Linked DNA regions of Mus musculus: all the other regions are linked to region 1. A link is a contact called in public Hi-C and HiCAR-type data. All regions are on one chromosome and are shown on one strand. The core of a region is the stretch at or near the end of the contact, and the rest is flanking DNA. Distances in the headings are between cores, read along the strand shown. Region 1 holds the start of Ippk (inositol 1,3,4,5,6-pentakisphosphate 2-kinase). Region 2 holds the start of Tpmt (thiopurine methyltransferase). Region 3 holds the start of Shc3 (src homology 2 domain-containing transforming protein C3).

Region 1 (3,046 bases), core at 302-2,801:
CCATGCTCCTCTAAGCATGACCTGTAAATTCATTTGGTTCACCAAGCTATACTTGGGTACATTCATTTCTGTGGTCTTGAAAGACCCCGAGAGGAGCCCCTCGCTCAAGTCTCGGGATAATAGCGGACCCCCAAGAACTCACAAAAGACCAAACTTGATGCAAACCACCTGAGGCTTTATTGGGGGGAAAGCCAGAGCTCTGGGGACGACTTGTATCCCACGCAGGGGTAGAGGAGTTGACCCCGAGGGGAAAGGGGTCCCAGTTTTTATAGGCCCTCACGGGGGGGGGGGGGGAGGAGAAGGGGGGAGTAGGGGATTTCCAGATCTAAACAATGTCTATTCTTAAGAAATGGGTATGGGAGGGGTACAAGGAAAGAGTCTGGTGCAGGTGGAGCAACTCTGGATTGGCCCGGCTGTGGTTACTGGGGAGATTTTTCGATTCTATCCCAGCAACCAATATCACAAACACCTCGCAGTGAGGTGCAGCAGTGGGCACACACCTGGGTTTAAGGAACGGTCAGAACATTGGCAGACACACGGGTTCAAGGCGCGGCCAGAGCATTGTGCACCTCTATTTTTCTAAATCAGTGAAGCTACTTTTACTAACAATGAAATCTATTTTGCCAATTTGAGGGCTTCTGTGACCTTTTACATTCTATTAGGATCTTTCAGTCTGTTGTTGGTGTCCTATTTAGAATGAACAGGTTTTTTTGTTTTTTTCCCAGTCTTCCTTGGAAAAATTAACACAAAAAAACCCATACTATCTGCCTGCATTAAGCTGGATTTTCTTCACATACACCAGTTACAGCAATATTCAGTGCTGTGGCCAAACAATTTAACACAAATATGAAAATTATGTTTGAGACAGGATCTCACTAAGTAACCCTGGCCGGTCTCGAACTCCTAGAAATCTCTTGCTTCCACATCCAGAATGCTGAGAGCATCACCATGTCCAGCCCCAAATCATTTTTAAGAGCACAAGGACCGCATATAATTCTTTAGGCAGCTCTACCAGGCAGGGCCAATCTTCCCCGCATTAAAGGATAAACTGAGGTCATTGCTTTCTGCTGGGATGGGGTGGGAGAGTCTATTGCCTCATCTGCATTTCTGGATGTCTTGGGGCAAAGGCTCCACGGTGAGGTTTCCTCGCCACGTTTCCCGGAGTAGTGTGAACACCACCTAATGGCTCTCTTGGCCGGAGCAAGGCCATTGAAGGTGCATCCCATTCTACAGATGTAAGCGGAGGCTCAGAGTCGCCCGGCGCCTTACTGCAGCCCCACGAAGATCCAGCCGTGGCCCTAGGACAGTGCGAGGGTGAGCGCCTCGGACTCGGGGCGCCAGGAAGCCGCCGGCCTCAAGGTCCGGGAGCAGATCCGGAAACCTCCCTTCCGGTTCCCAGGTCCGCGTTTCGGAAGTGAGTCACTCTGCCAGCACATAATATGGCTTCCACTCCACCTACCACCCTGGACGTCGAGGGTAAGGTGGGCGGGACCCGGAAGTTGACCGTTCTGGGAATGGCGGCCGCCGGGGGCGTGGCTTCCGGCGCTCCTTGCCTGCAAGTCGCCGCCGCTGAGAGCGCAGGCGGCAGCTGACAGGCGCTTTTCTTCAGACGGCTGCGGCGGGAGCCCTGCGAGGCGGGCGGCCTCCAGCTCTCGTCCCCACGTCCCGGCCCGCGAAGTTCCAGGGCGCCGGGGCATGGAAGAGGGGAAAATGGACGAGAATGAATGGAGTTACCATGGCGAAGGCAACAAGAGCCTTGTGGTGGCCCACGCGCAGGTGAGCGGCTGGCGGGCAGCCCGGCTCCGGGCCTCACCCGACGGCTCCCGAAGCTCTGTGCCTGGTACCGTCCAGGTACCCAGGTCGTGACTCTTCCTCCAGCTTCCGCCCGGGTGGTTCCCTGGCACCCCCACAGTACCCTCCTCTGCTCCATACTCATCCCCGGCACCCCTAGCTCCGTTGGCTCCCCTTTCCTCCTAGTGTCCCTTCTCGGTTCTCTCTGTCCCGTCAGTACTCTTTCCTCATGCGCTGTGCGTGCCGCGTGGCCTCACACCGTGCAGCCTCCCCCGGGATGCTCGTCTTACTGTCAGGCAACGGTGGGCCAGAGGCTGAGCCTGGACCAGGGCCTGGGCAGCACAGGGGAAAGTTCCCAGAGTGCTGTCAGCCCACCGAGTGGAGTTCAGCCTCGAGAAACCACAGAGCTGGTGTTCTGCCTTGCTGCTGCGCTGTCAGGAACGGGGCGCTGCCACAGGTTCGCGTCCCGATCATATACTTTAAATGGTTTCTCCTTCGTTCAACTTGAAAGGCGGTTTCAGAAGATGTAGTCCTTTCCAAGGAGGCGAATTTAAAGGAAGAGAAGCATATGGATGGATCTGTGTGCAGCCCCAGATTTCTCTGACATTTTGCTGCCTGATTACAAGCTAGCAGGAATGTGGTGGGCTGGGGGAGTAGAAGGCGGGGAGGTGTCATGTGAGAAGGTTAATAACTCAGGGAGCTGGGGTGATTCACACCTCCACCACTGAGAAGCAGTAGGCTGCATTAGGAAAGTGAAGAGAGGAATAGGATGTACTTTTGTCTCTCTGAAGTTCAGATTGTATGGAGCTGTACTGAGTGTTGAGCAGCCTAGAGCTTGGGTCTTGTGTCTAGTTGGCACCTCTGACCTCCTGGTGTATTTGTTCAGAATGTAGACTGAAGAGGAGAAGGCCCCTCTTGGAAGTGTTTTAAGGCCTTTTGTGACCAAGGAGTGCTAATGTAAGTGGGGTGGAGAAACTCTGCTCCCTTCGGTCCTGGGCATGTCTGTAGTCCCCCTTCTCCTTTGAGAGCAGGTGAGCTTTGTTTCTCTGCTCAGCTTCCCAGGCCTGTCTCATCCAGTCCTGGAGAGAGGGAGGCTTTTACCTAGCCTCCCCAGGCATGCTCACTCTTTCTGATCGAGCATCAGTCACTGAGTTGAAAAGCTCTTCTAAAGTCCCCTGTCAGCCCTTCCTCCTCTGTAGCATGCATACACAGCTATCCTTAGGCCCATCCTGCAGGAGCTGGGCTGGGGTGGGGG
Region 2 (3,046 bases), core at 407-2,906, 2.4 Mb before region 1:
AGGTTGGTGTCTCCAGTGCCTAAGTGGAAAGACATCTACAATGATGTCATTCAGGAACATTGTGATTCTATTAATGAACGCTACAAAACCCTCTACCTAGGGCAATAGCTTTAAAAACACATATCAGCATTAAAGACAGGAGAGTCGTCACATGCCCCCAGTACTTGGGAGATAGAGGCAAGAGGGTTATTGCAAATTCCAGGCCGACATGATCTATATAGTAGATTCCAGGCCATCCAGGGCTACGTAGCAGGACTCTCTCAAAAACAAATAAGATATGAATGGCAGCATGCCTTCAATCCCAGCAGTAGTTAAGAGTACTTGTTGTTCTTGAAAAGAACCCAGTGCAATTCCCAGAAACCACAAGGTGTCTCGTGGCTGTCTGTAACCCCGTTGCAGTGGATCCAATACAGGCAAGACATTCGTTCATATAAGGAAAAAAAAAAAAAAACTAAAAAAAAATTCCACAGTTCCAACCTGCCCTTTAAATCATTGGTGATCATATGTCTTGAATCTGTGAACCAGCAAACATGTCACAAAGGCAGTAATGTAAGGAAATGTCCTGTTGTTGCATGATTTAGCTTCTGTGCTTAGGATTAAAGAAGGACCATCCCCATCAACTCTGGGAACGGAAATGCACTTCACAGCCAAGTATTTGCTAACAAAAGGCTTTTCCCTGATGCTCATGTCAGGGGGCAGAGTCCAGCATTCTGAGAGGTCGGAGGGAAGTATGGGATTATTGTGGATACAGAAAAGCAAGAGAATCGCTCTCCTCCCATCTCCACTCTCTATCAGAAGCTGTGATGCCCAAAGGTGCCCTACAGAAACAAGGGCTCTCCTGAACACAGAAGAAAGATCTTTAGCCCACCCAGCTCTACCTCACCGAAGCTGGGGCTGTTAAACACAACCACTTAGCTGTTGTAACAGCGCCTCAGAGTGGTGCTCACTGATCATTTTTTGAGAAAAAAAAAAATTCTAAAAACAATAAAGGTGCAAAGTACAAGGTTGAGAAAAGACAGATCCGCAATAACTCCCACTAACAAACGTTTACGTCCAATATGCCTACCTAAAAAACATCTTTTTCTGCCTAGGATTTTTTTTTTTCATTTTTAACAGAGGGTCTATCTAGAACTCACTATATAGTACAGGCTGACCTCTAGCTCGCCCTGATCCTCCTGCCTCAGCTTCCTCGTACACAACAATGCTTGGGTTCTGCTTTAGTTTTATTTTTGAATTTCATTAAACTGAAAAGCTAACTTCACTGAAGTCCACAAATCTCCAGGATGGCTCAGTATTTTACACGTGGACATTGTTATCTGAAACACACCACTAAGCAAGGGGCTACTTAATACATCGGACTCAAAGCATTTCTAGTCTGATCATTTATTCCCAGTTTTTGCTGCGGTTATCGGAACCCCTTTTCGGGACTCAAGTAGCTGGGTCATCCATGCTTTTCGGGAGCCCCATTCTGAAAAAACGCTGTAACAGGCTCACACAGTCTTAGCAGATGACCGCCTTTACTACCGGTTGAGAACTTACTTACCTTGGCTGCAGCTAGCTGCTTACCTCTCAGACACTAGCCCGCCTTTGTAAGCCGGGAGCTGTGCAAGGACTCACAGGCCCCGCCCCAGGGGCGAAGGCCCCGCCCAATGTGGTCTGATCCCACCCCGGAAAAGATTATCCAGGCTCCGGTCCTATAGGCCCTGCCCGGGGCGTGAGAACTCTGCCCAGGACACGCAGGCTCCGCCCAGCGTGCAGACCACGCCCAGGGCGCGCAGGCCCCTCCCAGGACCCTGTGACCCCACCCAGGCCGCCCAGGCCCCACCTTCAAACCTAAGCCCCGCCCCGAAGCAAGGTCTCCGCCCAGAACGCGTAGGGCCCCGCCCTTAGCAGCTGCCGAGATTGCGCAGTGGCGGAAATCATCGGGGCGGGGCGAGCGCCGGGACCCTCCTGCTCCCTGGGCCTGTGCGCTCCTCCCACTCCGGGTCACGGCGTGATAGGGGCGGAAGCGGCGGCGGCCGAGCTGCTGCAGCTGGCAGTGCGGATCAGGCCGTCCGGTGCAGCCCGGTGCAGCCCAGGGCAGCATTCGCCCCCTGGCCAGCGCTCTGAGGTAGGGACTCGAGCCTCACGCGGGCGCGCTTGGGGGTGGCGGCGGGCTTCGGGTGACAGCTCCGCACAAAGCGGCCGGCTGTGTGTTGAGCCTGGTCTGGAGGCGCGCGCGTTCCCCGGGGCTCCCCGGCGTCCCGCGTTTGGAAGGGGTGGCGTGGGGGACCCTGTGCAAGCCGGGGCTTCCCGCGCTGGGCTGCGGGGTTGCGGCGCCGCGGGCTTTCCCACTCGTCGCTCTCTTGGAACCCTGCAGGGAGCTGCTTGCGCCTCGGCCGGGCGGAGGTGAGTTGGGCGGCGGCTGCACCTGGCACTCTGGCGCCGGCACCAGCTGCGGACCGGGTGGACAGGACCCCAGTCTGGATTTCCACTCTGGGCTATGGGAACCCCGCAGCCTGGAGGAGGGGTCTTACTCTGGGATTCCACCCAGCGCTGTAGGGAACCCATCTACATGGAGGCAGGACCCCTTTCTCTGCTCCCACCCGGAGCTGTAGGAGCCCCTTAACGTAGAGGAGTTACCCCACTGTAGGAATCTCTTAGCCCAAAGGAGGGAACCCCACTCTGGGCTCCCACTCGGGGCCGTGGAAACCACCCCCCGCCAGTCGCGAAGAGAGACCCTAGGCTGCGGTCCCACTTGCGGACCAGGGAACCCCGTAGCCAAAAGGAGGGACCCTATACTGTGCTCCCACCAGGGACGTGGAAACCCCGCAGCCAGGAGGGGGGACACCAGACTGCCTTCCCCACTCAGGGTGGTCGGGAATCCCCAAAGCTTGGTAGGAGGGGCCCAGGCTTCCCTTCCCGCTCTGTGGTGGTGAGGAGAAACCCCACGCTGGGCTCCTGTGTGGGGCAGTGGGAGCACCGCGGCCAGGAGGAGGGATCCCAGGTTGCGATCCCCACCTTGGGCAGCGAGGCGCCGTCAGGTTCGCTGGTGTAGCGGATACCT
Region 3 (3,046 bases), core at 274-2,773, 2.1 Mb after region 1:
TGCCTTTTCACCTACCCCCTCCCCATCCCGCATCTGTGCCAAAGGTAAATCCAGTCCCGTCAAATGATCTCTTGAACTTTCCGCAACCCATTATTCCGTGCAATGGCTTGCTCTTCCCTTGCTCAGCTCATGTGGATGAAGCCCAGAAGTGTCTGACAGGGATGCGTTCAAATGTGACGAAGGCTTTTAAAGAAGTCTTCAAGGCGAATCCTGATGAATCCTGATTTTGGAAAGTAGCAAGAATTTTAAGTAGGAAAAAAAAAAAGAGGGGGGACCCTTCACCAGCAGATGAATATTTAAGAAAGAAAGAAAAAAACCTGTCAGTTTCCTGTGGTTTGCTTTTCTTGTTCAGATCAGCAGAGCAGCCATGTATCTGTGGCGGTGCAATTCCTGTACCAATTCACGAAAAAAAAAAAAAATCAGCACAGAAATTTCTTCTCAGTACAGCTCAGAGGGGGTCTTCCCTAATAATTTACAGCAGTCAGCAGCCGTACTCAGCTAGGGTTCAGTTGAAAAATCTACTTCAAAAAAAAACCTGCATCTCTGCTGAGCGGCAACAGGCTCCAGAAATCCATGCCAAAAAAAGAGAGAGAGAGAGAAAGAGGGCCGCGTTTTGAGTTTTATTCCAAGTGAATGTGTTTCAGCCCTGGAAGCATGCCTTAGTAGCATTACCAATCCGTTTCAATGTCCCTTCAGTTGCTGCTTGCAGCCCTGCAGTCAGGCAGGAAAAAAAATGCGGCTGCTCTAACTGTCCATCAAATCCACAGCAAGAATGGCCTCTTCCTTGCGAGTCGGGCCCAGGCTTGCAGTGACACGCACAGGCCTTCTTCCTGACGCTTGGGAGAATAGGACATCGACAGCCTCCCCGAGGGTCTGACCAAGATTCTGAGACCCACTGAGCCCTTCCTCGGTGGCCTCTACCAGGTGGCCTCATGTGTTAAGACAGATAACCTGCACCACCGAGAAGTCAATCGCTGTCAAAGTTTCCTGGTAACTTCTGTGCAAGCGAATGCATTTGCCTTCTAGCACACTAGCAGGTCACCCTGAGTCTTCTCACGCCCAGGGCTGATCTCGGGAGGCAGTGCGGTTCCCAGGCTTTCTGGGAGCCCCAGGAAGGGAGTTTAGGGAGAGCCACCCGTGGCGGCCGTGCAAGTGAGGCCGGTTCCAGAGGACGAAAAAGCGCAGAGCCGCCAGGCCCGCCCTGGCGCAGCAAACACGTCCCCACCGCTCTCCAACCGCGCGGCAGCCCTAGCTGAACAGCCACCCCGCACTCTCTTTTCTCCCTTCCTCTAGCTCGCATAGCAACAGCAGATGCGCACCCCACGGACGATTTCGATGGTGATTGGAGTCCCCCTCCAATCTGAAGCAAGTCAGCCCCACCATTCCCAAACCGTGGTCTTCTTCATTAGAAGCAGACAAAAAGAAAAAAAGAAAAAGGAAAAAAAAAAAAAACAGACCGAATGTGAATGAGATGCTGTTTGTGTGAATGAAAGGGCCGGCGAGCGAGCCAGCGTTTCTGTGAATGGAGCGGGTCCTTGCAGCCGGTGCCAGGCAATCCCCTGGGCTCAGGCGGCTTCAGCCAATGAGAGGCTGAGCCGATGACTCATTCAACAAAGGCTCGCTCAATAGTGGAAGATTCCATTTCAATCAAGGGCGGGATCTTTTATCCAACAGCAGTGTGGGAAAAAAAAAGAGAAAGAAAAAAAAAAAAATAACACCACCCAGATTGATTACAAAAATTCTGGGAGGAAGAAACAAGCCGGTATAGAGAGATGGGGAAAATTAGTTTTATAAGGGTGTTGGAGACTATCGGGTCAGTTCCGGGTGAAGCAGGACCACTCTCTGGGAGGTGAGCTGTACCCAAACTTTCATTCACTGGTTCTTCTACCTCACAGAGCAGCCATGAATGTACCAGCTTTTATTATGAATGCACACAGAAGACCCAGTCAAAGGCTAGCCTCTTCCCCATGAAGTCTTTCCTAATAAAGGAATAAAGAAGACCTATGCAAGCTAAGTCTCCAGAGCAGCGGAGGGGATCCCAAAGCTACATCATTTAACCCTTTAGCCAACAAGGAGACTTTGGATTCTATTATGAGGCCAACGGAGGGAGCCGACTGAGAAAATATGAATGGCGGTGTAAATTTACATACAACAATTAGACTCGTTGGTGTTAGACGTTAATATACCAAGAATATCATATAGTACAGCTAGAGCTGCTGTTAGCTGGAAAGTGATACGAATATTTTGGTGTACAGGAAAAAAGAAAATAAATTAAAGAGCCCAAATGCGTCAGATGGAATTCCACAGCCCCTGCAGGGGAACTCTGCTCACGTGCCTGTCCCAGGAGAGCCCTTTGTTCGCCCTAGGGAGCCTGGCTGTCGCTTATTTTAGGCATGATCCCCCAAAGCCCAAGCTCTGGGCTGTCAACTCGAAACAAACTGGCACCAGTGAGAACGAGGATAGATAATTCTAGATGCCATGTTCAAAGTCTGCGCTATGCTGTGACTATCACGTGTTCACTGGATGCTTATGTTGAAGTCTAATCCTGGCCACCTTTCTTTCAAAAGGTGAAAGCTTAGTCTGTGTCATTTAGGGGAGGGGCTTCTGGGACAGGACTGGGATTAGGTCATCAGAGTAGAGGAGCAATAGCCCAGTCTGTAAAATGCTTTATCTTGCAAGCAAGAGGACCTGAATTCAATCCTCAAAAACTCAACATTTAAAAAAACAAAACCAAAAATACTAACAGACAAACAAATAAATGGGCTGACGACCCAGTGTTACACAGCCAGCCAGCCCAACCCCTCAGCAAGTTTTAAGCCAAGAAGAGACCTTATTTCAAACAAACAAGATGGGGTCAGCAAGATTGCTATCAACCTTGATGATTGGAATTTAGTCCCCAGGAGCCACACAGTGGAGATGATGTTGTCCTCTGACCCCCTACACATGTGCTCTAACATGCATCTAATGAAAAGCTATTTTTAAAGAAAACATGGCTGTCATCCAAGAAATGAGAGTGGAGGCCATACTCTGTCCTCCACATGCAGGT

Evidence for each region. A called contact is a pair of places that touch in the nucleus more often than the background predicts. HiCAR-type assays count read pairs that join an accessible place to other places.
Region 2: a Hi-C map of B cells shows a contact between it and region 1, with 5 read pairs. The contact joins the promoter of Tpmt here to the promoter of Ippk in region 1.
Region 3: a HiCAR-type map of astrocytes shows a contact between it and region 1, with 2.2 times the contacts expected there. The contact joins the promoter of Shc3 here to the promoter of Ippk in region 1. A contact is called at or near these places in 1 of 39 promoter capture datasets (embryonic stem cells) and 2 of 115 datasets of contacts at active chromatin or transcription factors (astrocytes and stem cell-derived neural progenitor cells).

The regions. Positions count from the first base shown.
Region 1 is chr13:49,419,691-49,422,736 of GRCm38.p6, forward strand. Ippk (inositol 1,3,4,5,6-pentakisphosphate 2-kinase) reads left to right here and starts at 1,552. Exons shown (of 13, transcript NM_199056.4): 1 at 1,552-1,776. The coding sequence starts at 1,696.
Region 2 is chr13:47,041,561-47,044,606 of GRCm38.p6, forward strand. Tpmt (thiopurine methyltransferase) reads right to left here and starts at 1,657. Exons shown (of 9, transcript NM_016785.2): 1 at 1,544-1,657; 2 at 1-19. It overlaps Kdm1b (lysine (K)-specific demethylase 1B), which reads left to right and starts at 1,939. Exons shown (of 21, transcript NM_172262.3): 1 at 1,939-2,110.
Region 3 is chr13:51,567,928-51,570,973 of GRCm38.p6, forward strand. It overlaps Shc3 (src homology 2 domain-containing transforming protein C3), which reads right to left and starts at 1,524. Exons shown (of 12, transcript NM_009167.5): 1 at 1-1,524.